Regions from separate parts of the Mus musculus genome. Here regions 1 and 3 are each linked to region 2. The links are chromatin contacts, called in public promoter capture Hi-C maps. All regions are on one chromosome and are shown on one strand. The core of a region is the stretch at or near the end of the contact, and the rest is flanking DNA. Distances in the headings are between cores, read along the strand shown.

The links. Promoter capture Hi-C pulls out the DNA fragments that hold promoters and counts their contacts.
Region 1: a contact with region 2 is called in a promoter capture Hi-C map of hippocampal neurons, with 3 times the contacts expected there. The contact joins the promoter of Kcnj8 here to the promoter of Bcat1 in region 2. A contact is called at or near these places in 2 of 39 promoter capture datasets (hippocampal neurons and liver).
Region 3: a contact with region 2 is called in a promoter capture Hi-C map of liver, with 4 times the contacts expected there. The contact joins the promoter of 5330439B14Rik here to the promoter of Bcat1 in region 2. A contact is called at or near these places in 2 of 39 promoter capture datasets (hippocampal neurons and liver).

The regions. Positions count from the first base shown.
Region 1 is chr6:142,570,286-142,572,985 of GRCm38.p6, forward strand. It overlaps Kcnj8 (potassium inwardly-rectifying channel, subfamily J, member 8), which reads right to left and starts at 1,329. Exons shown (of 3, transcript NM_008428.5): 1 at 899-1,329; 2 at 1-168. The coding sequence starts at 94.
Region 2 is chr6:145,074,874-145,077,573 of GRCm38.p6, forward strand. It overlaps Bcat1 (branched chain aminotransferase 1, cytosolic), which reads right to left and starts at 1,284. Exons shown (of 11, transcript NM_007532.5): 1 at 1,016-1,284. The coding sequence starts at 1,021.
Region 3 is chr6:142,613,164-142,615,863 of GRCm38.p6, forward strand. It overlaps 5330439B14Rik (RIKEN cDNA 5330439B14 gene), which reads left to right and starts at 1,432. Exons shown (of 2, transcript NR_037679.1): 1 at 1,432-1,767. It overlaps Abcc9 (ATP-binding cassette, sub-family C (CFTR/MRP), member 9), which reads right to left. Exons shown (of 40, transcript NM_011511.2): 31 at 1,251-1,353.

The DNA.
Region 1 (2,700 bases), core at 79-2,578, 2.5 Mb before region 2:
GGAGACGGTCGCGGATGCGCGGTTTGCGCAGGTTCTCCGCTGCGATGCGCGCCAGCACATACTCCTCCGGGATGATGCTCTTCCTGGCCAACATCTTCCTTTCACCATAGCCCGCCTATGCACCTGCCTGAACCTGTGGCTCCTTTCCTCCACACGCGTCCTCCTAGACTAGAGAAACGCTTATTAAAAACTGTCAACTTCATTTCCTCGTCTCAGGTATCTGTACAAAGGGATGCTGTTTTACACACATATTAAATTAAAGATGTGATCAATACAAAAGAGAACCCACTTTGTGTCTGAGGTCTGGGATCCCAGAGAAAACTTTTGATCAGAACCGGAGGAATCCCCCCCCCCCTCTCTCTCTCTCCTCCCTGCTCACTCTTGGAAATAACCGCTATAAGCAAATCTTTAAGCATTTTCTGTATATTCTTTTGTGTCTCGGGATTAGTCAGGCAAGCCTGAGGACGAAAATTAAAGGCCAAGTGGGTTCACTATCTACTTGCTAAACTATTTAGATAAAGTAGCAAGGTTAAAAGGAAAGATGGAGGGATTCTTTTAGTAGCAGCGAAGAAAACTGCTTCCTGTTCATTAAGAAAATATTAACTGTAATTAAAAGATACCAAACATTGCGTTTTCGAACTTGAAAATGATTGATATTAAATTGGAAGGATTTACGAGATGCGTTTTAAAAGGCAGCCAGACTCCCCGCCCCTCCCTCTGAACCTATATCATACTATATGCTGGAAAGTAATTTGCGACGCGGGGATTAGAGACACTGCTGAGGTCTGCAGTGGATTTGCACAGCTCGAGCCAATCTGGGTACACCTTGACTGTTTGGCTTTGGGCTGCGCTATAGCCGGCTTCCCCTCCTCTCCCCGGGAGGCGCGATGCAACTTACAGACTCGGGTTTGCGCTCCCGGCTGCGGCTTGAGCTCCGCACAGGGCGGGCTGGTCCCAGGCTCTCGCATCCCGGGAGCAGAGACCTCCCGAAGTGCAGATCCGGGGGATGTTGGTCCTCCAGAACTGAGTTAAGACTCTAGAAGGTGCGATCCATAGTGCACGCGGGGAGGAGGGCTGGAAGATGAGGGTTGGGTTTGGCTTCCCCCCTCCTGCTGCCGGGCCACGGGGAGGGCGGGGTAGGAGCTGGGGATAGAGGTGCTAGTGGCCATGCTCCGCCAGCTCCTCAGCCGCCTAGCTGGGGCCAGACCTCCGAGCGAGCCGGGGAAAGTGGAGGCGGAGGCCAGTCGGGGGAGCCGGGGAGGCAGGGAGCCGGCCAGAAGGGAGGGACCACCGGGGGAGGAGGCACCAGCCGAGCCAGCTCGGTTCCCAGTAGCCCGGATTCTGCTGCCAGACCGGCACACACATCTTTAAAAGGCTCGCTGCTCAGAGAACTTTCTGAGCCCAAGTTCACTGACGCAAAGAGATTTTAATTTATTATTTTTTAAAGTGTAACTTGCGGGGGGGGGGTATCACTGGGTTACTTCAGATGAAATAAAACCAGATAGAGAGAGTGTAGGTGTTTTGGGTGGGGTGATTGTGGGGTGAGCGTGGGGTGAGGGTGGGGTCCCTGCCCTGAACTTGTAAATCTATTCGTGTTAGAATATAGAGGGGTGGGAGGGCTGAAATCCTTTCGGAAAAAAAACCGATTTCACCAACTAAGACCAGTTTTCAGGCACTTAAAGTCACACAAAAGAAACAAAAAGGGAAACAAAGATAGAGACTAACAACAAAAACACCATCAACAGTCTCTTCCAATAAAGAAAATTTACACCCAGCAGGACGGCTAAGCAAAGTCCAGCACCACACCTGCCTTCGGGGCAGGCAGGCGCAGTCGCGGCTCCGTTTTGACTCTTGGCCGCAGGCCTCTCCCTCCAGTCTAGATCGTAAGAATGATAAGACTGCTCACTTGCGCACAAGAAAGATTATACAGTAAATGTCTTTCTATAGCTTTTGAGAAGGAGCGGGGGTGGGGGTGGGGGAACAAATGTGCTTTTTTTCCCCCCCGCCGGTCATCCTGCTTTTGGCGTTTGTATTAATGGAAACTTTAATTCTTGGAAATTTTATGTTTTCCAAGACTTGAGGGTCGGGAGTATCCGAAGTATAAACAGCATGTTAATTTACTAGAAAGACCTAAAATTAGTCTTTAATGAAGGAAAATGAAGAGCCCCCCTTCCCTTTTTCCACTGTGGGTAGATCTGCTTAACCCCTTGCATTCTGGAGGGCCTGTCCTGTCAGTGAGATTCTTTTTGTTTCCTTTGTTTTCTGCAGTAATTCATGTTGTAGCCTCATAGCAGCCATGCAGACAACATTTGTGCTGTGAGTTCTGCCACTGAAATACAGTTTGAAGTGCACCTTGCTGTGCAATTTACTGTCTACTAATTTAACACCAAAAACATTAAACTCTTTTTTTTTTTTTTTTCAGAAGACAGGGTTTCACATATTCTGAGTTGGCCTCGAACTTGCTGTGTAGCCTATGGTGACCCTGAACTTCTAATCCTCCTGCCTATCTTCCTTGTGCTGGGATCGTAGGTGTGTGCCATCATGTCTGGGGTTTGTTTTGTTTTGTTTAAGACCTTGTGCATAGACAACCACTCTACCAACTGAACTACACGGCTACTCCTCTGTGCTTATGTGATTTCATTGCTGTCCTTTGAAACAGGAAGTTGTTATGAAACCCAGGCAGACTGATAGTTTACTATG
Region 2 (2,700 bases), core at 34-2,533:
AATGCATGTGGATAAAATTATAAAGGCATATGATTTAGTGAGATAAGGTAAAGAATGTAAAGAAAAGGAGAGAAGAGAGGGGAGGCAAGGAGAGGAGAGAGAGATGAGAAGAGAAAACGAGAAAATTAGAAAACGAGAAAATGAGAAAACGAGAAAAAGGAAAAGAGAAAAAGAGAGAGAAAAAGAGAAAGGGTATCTATCTATCTATCTATCTGTCAGGGCTAGGAGCGAGGGCGGCACAGTGGGGATGGAGACGTGACGTGTGGATTCCCTCCAGCTAGGCTTGAGCAGTCTGAGTGTCTAACTTCCTCCGCCTCCTCAGAAACTGAAACGTGGCTCCGCTCTGTAGCTCCCCGAAACCCACGTTTTATTACTCGAATATTCCTTGCGGGAGACTAGGTGACTGCACAGCCGACAGAGCATCATTTCCCTTCGGAAAGGAAACTTTTCAGATCTGGCAGTTTTTCAGACAGCCAGAGCTCTGGCTCTGGAAAATATCTTAAAACGCCTCAGGCTGGCCTCTGGGCTAGCTATCTCAGATGATAATTAGAGTTCACCGCCTGCACTCTCTGGTCCTGAAGCTCGAGTGGTCCGTAACTCGGAAGCTTCCACTTGGAACCTGGACCTTAAAAGACAAGCGATCTGCTTTCGGCAGATAAGAGGGTCCTCCTCCCCCTTCTATTACAACTACCCAGAAGAGCGTCCGAGCATCCTCGCCAAACCCTATCTCTGGGCAGCTCAAACGCAACGATACGGTCCTTCTTCCCGCCTAGGGAGCATGTAGGAGAGGCGCTGTGGCATCCTCTAAATCTGGGTACCGCATTTACAGAACCAGGACAAGAACCGGAGCGGGAGCATCTGCGGGTGGATACGAGGCCAGATCCCCACGCTTAGTAGCCCAGGACGGGGGACAAAGCAAGTTGGTCCTTCCATCCTCCTCTCTCCACCCAGTGTCCGAGATATTCCGGGTGGGTGAGTAGCTGCATTCCAGCATGAACTTCAGCAATACGCTTACCTTCATTTCTCGTGGCTTGGGTCGTGGCTCCGGCTCCTGGGTGCAAATGTGAGTCTCCTCTGGAGGAGGCGGCTGTGCAGTGACACGTGGCGCTCAGGGTCGGTCGGCAAGCGCGGAAGATGGAGAGCTGGGCGCGCTCCGCTGCGGATTGCATCAGCAGCGACTGGCTCAGCCGCGAGCTACAGTCCGACCTCTGGCTCACTCCAGGGTGGAGACACTGATCCCCTCCAGTGATTTGTATCGCAGGAGGGGAGGTAGCAGAGGAGGACAAATCTGAAAGCGTCTTTGATTCATTTGCTACCTCCCCAGTCCCTCCCCCAATCATACGCTGTACTAGGATCTAGTCTCAGAACTGGGAAGTTTTAAGGTATATTTTGGATAATAAAGAAGAGTTTGGGTTTTTCCGTCTCGCTCTCACGCTCCACACCCCACAGACAACTCTCAAATACAACCACTCTTACCAACTCCTTTTCTCTCTAATTTTTATAACATTTAAATAAATATAATAGATTTTGAATAGGAGCGGGTGGCTAGATGGACAGGGACAGTGGTGGATAAGGGCCAACTGGCAGGAGCCGGTTCTCTCCTTCCACCATCTGAGCCCTGGATGGAACTCTCACTCTCAGTCTGTGGTCTACGCTCTGTAGTCGTCTCTTAGTTTGCATCCTTTGATGTGCACATACAGAAGTAATTTAATGTGAAATGGTCCTCACCACCTGATAACTTCCTTCCTGCGTCCACACAAGCCTCAGGCAAGGCTCCCACCGATGGGATTTCAGTTGAGGAGAGGATCTCTCTGAAAATCTGAAAACTTTCTTTTTAGTAAATCTAAGCAGAAGGCTTTGCTGTGAAATTTTCATTCTTAACTCCCTAGGAGAGAATAGGCTTTTCCCCGACCATGTTTTGCCTGTATCCTTTGTTTGTTTGTTTGTTTGTTTTAGATTTATTTATTATATGTAAGTACACTGTAGCTGTCCTCAGATATTCCAGAAGAGTGCATCAGATTTTGTTACGAATGGTTGTGAGGCACCATGTGGTTGCTGGGATTTGAACTCGGGACCTTCGGAAGAGCAGTCAGCACTCTTAACCACTGAGCCATTTCGCCAGCCCTATTTATTTTTTTAAAAATGTTTTCTTTCTTCTCATTTTTCTTTTCTGACTTATTTATGTGTGAGTTCACCATCACTGTCTTCAGATGCACCAGAAGAGGACATCAGATCCCATCATAGATGGTTGTGAGCCACCGTGTGGTTGCTGGGAATTGAACTCAGGACCTCTGAGAGAGCAGTCAGTGCTCTTAACTGCTGAGCCATCTCTGCAGCCCTTGTTTTTCTTTTCTGCTGCTTGGAATGAAACTGCCCAGGTGAACAATGAATAGCTGAATTATCCTGACAAATGTACTGAGTTATCTTTGCACCCAGCACAACAGCAACAACTTCTTCCCTTCAGAAGACTGTAGTCCAGATCGGTTTTAACTCAAGCAGCGCTGTGGGCTTTAAGTGGTGAGTGTAGACATCCTGGGTTATTGTTCATACGATGGAGCACTGATCCACAGTAAGAGGAAATGAAGCAAGGCGTTGAGCTGCCTGCCTGTAGTCCCAGCAACTCGAGTCTGAAGCAACACACACACACACAACACATGTGCACCACACACATACCACACACACACACACAACACATGTTCA
Region 3 (2,700 bases), core at 182-2,681, 2.5 Mb before region 2:
CAATGAGAAGTCAGAGTAACTAAAGACATGGGCGGTGTAAGACTATCAATCTGTATCAATGTATTTTATGACCACTCTTGAACTTGGGAGTCTTCATTTTGACCCCTTTAAACTTCTTATATCATCTACCTTCTCTGGTTATGGGTTTGTTTTGTTTTTTTTTTTTAAATCTGCATCTGGTTGGAGATACAAATAATCTACAGCAGGGACTTAGATTAACTTGACAAACCCTACAGTCGCCTGGCTAGAGAGTTCCAGTGAGGGGTTATCTACACTGGGTAGTCCTTGGGCATGTCTGTGGGAAACTGTGTCCATTAAGTTAATTGATGTAGAAAGTCCTATACCACTGTGGGCAGTGCCACCCCCTAGGCAGGGGGTGTAAGAGTAGAGGAAGCAAGTGCGTGAGATTGTATTGCCCCCCCCCCCCTCTCTCCCTCTCCCTCTCTCTCTCTCCCTCTGCCCTTGACGGTGGTTATGATAGGACTAGTTCTTTAAAGTTTCTTCCTTGACTTCCCACAATGAGGGAGGCTAAGCAGGAATTGTAAGCTGAGATAAGCCCCTTTCTTCCCTCACTTGTGTTTTGATAGCATATTTTATCACAGCAACAAATCAAGCTAGACTTGCATACTAGGGCAATTCCGGCGCCTTCATTGTTATTTTAGGGACACGTCCATGAGGTACATGTTCTTATTCTTACTTTATAAGTGAAGAGGGATCTGGCACAGCAAGAACTTAATCTGGGACATGAAGTCCATACTGTGCCAGAGTCTGTGCTTATTCCTGTGTGTCACACAGGAGAGAAGACAGCAGTAGATGACTTAGTGGCTGACAGTTTTGTACTAACGTAACCCTCCATTGGCTTAAAACAAAAAAATCCACCTTCCCTTACAAGCTTGTCTGGATCAGTGAAGGACATCAGTGTACCTGGTCACTTGTCTTACAAAAAAAAAATGGCATTGTATAAATATTTACTATCCTGTGAACTTAGGTAGTTCGGAGGGTATAGAGAACACAGAGTGATTTTTGCTTTGGGGGCATTTTTGTGTGTGTGTGTGTGATTAGCTACAACATGAAAATAAATTTCATTTGGAACAAAACCAAACCTGATCTATTTTAAAGTCCAGTCAATGGAGGCCTGGTCCTGACTCTCCGTAGAAGGCTAGTTCCACCAAACATCTGCCTCTCCACGCGAAGCCTCCTGTCTGTTTGGTTTCCATTACGAAATCGCACAAGGAACATAATGAACGTACCGTCCTGACCTCCAGCCATCTGTTGGCTGCTGAGAGAAATAAGTAGGCAATGTTGTTCGTGTCTGTCAGCTCCAGCATGCGTTGCTTGAATCTGGTTTCATGCCTACAGAAAACAAAGACACCACAATGTTAGTCACCTAACAGGAGAATTAGAAAAAGCCAGTCACTGTTAACTACTGAATGGTTTGTAACAGAGTGACACATGGATGGGATGCGTGACAGGCGAGTGGACTCCAGAGTTGCTCTGCTGAGTTCTGGATAGAGTCCAAGAGGGCAAGTGTTTGCTCCATTTTCATGCTACAGCTATGAAAAGAAGCCATTGCGATGACAACTCTTCATTAAAAGTCACCACAGTATTGATGGATCCAATGTTGTGAGACTTGGCCTATGCCATCCGGGCTACAGAAATCACAGTATGTTCTACCTGTGTTTGAGGCATTTATTTCATTTTTCCAAATGATGTTGAGCTGGGCTGGATGAGAACCAATGGAGACAGAAAACCATACATTTACAACAGGTAAATATATCCCTTCAAATATATTCTTTTTCTTTGGCTCTTTTTTTTTTTAACCAAAGAAAGAAAGTAGGGTGCCAAGGAGCAGAAGATAGAGGGATCTTCTCACAGATGGCTGGCACAGCACAGGGTCTGTTTGCAGTGACCCTGTGAAAGCGAAGGAGATTTACTTTGGGTGATCTGAATAGAGACAGAGGGTGGGGAGAGGGAAGGGTCAAGCCAGGCTTCCCAGAGCACAGAAAAGATTGTCTTGGTATAGCTTTAGGGGTGAAGCTGGGTTTTGAGGGTGAACAAGGCACTGTAAATACTCTGAGTGGCATCAGAGAAAATCCTCCATCCTCTAGGGTTGGGAGATTTCTCACCCTAATAGTCGTGGTGATGGAGAGACATCAGATGTCCATGGGAAACTTAGGCTCATCCCTGTTGCTCAACATGATCAAACACAATTCTGTGTGGCTTACTTTACTAGCAGAACTAGCAATAACCTTCAACAAGCGTATGTCCTGTGTGAGCACGTCTCACCCTATACTTCCAACCCCTTGCACTACCATGTACAATGAATATATGCCATAGAAAGTTTGTTTTAAAAGTTAAGAAGACCCTTAAGCACTTGAACATCCTGGGTATGATTTCACACATACACACTAAAAAGAAAAAGAAACATATCTCTTCTACGTAACAAACATATCCTGACTTTGTAATCACTTTCCTTAAATAATAGACAAAACAGAGCTGACAAGCAACTGGTTTGAAAGTTGGTGCCATACCCAGCTGAGTTAGCTTCTTTCCTCCCTGTGGCCACAGCTGTTCTGACATAAGCCATCTATAGGTCATTTTGTAAGGAATTACTGACCCACTCACTAGTGAGCCCTACTTGCTAAAAGAATCCCCCCATTCCTGTAAAATCTTCCAGTAAAATTGCAAAACTTTTAAATA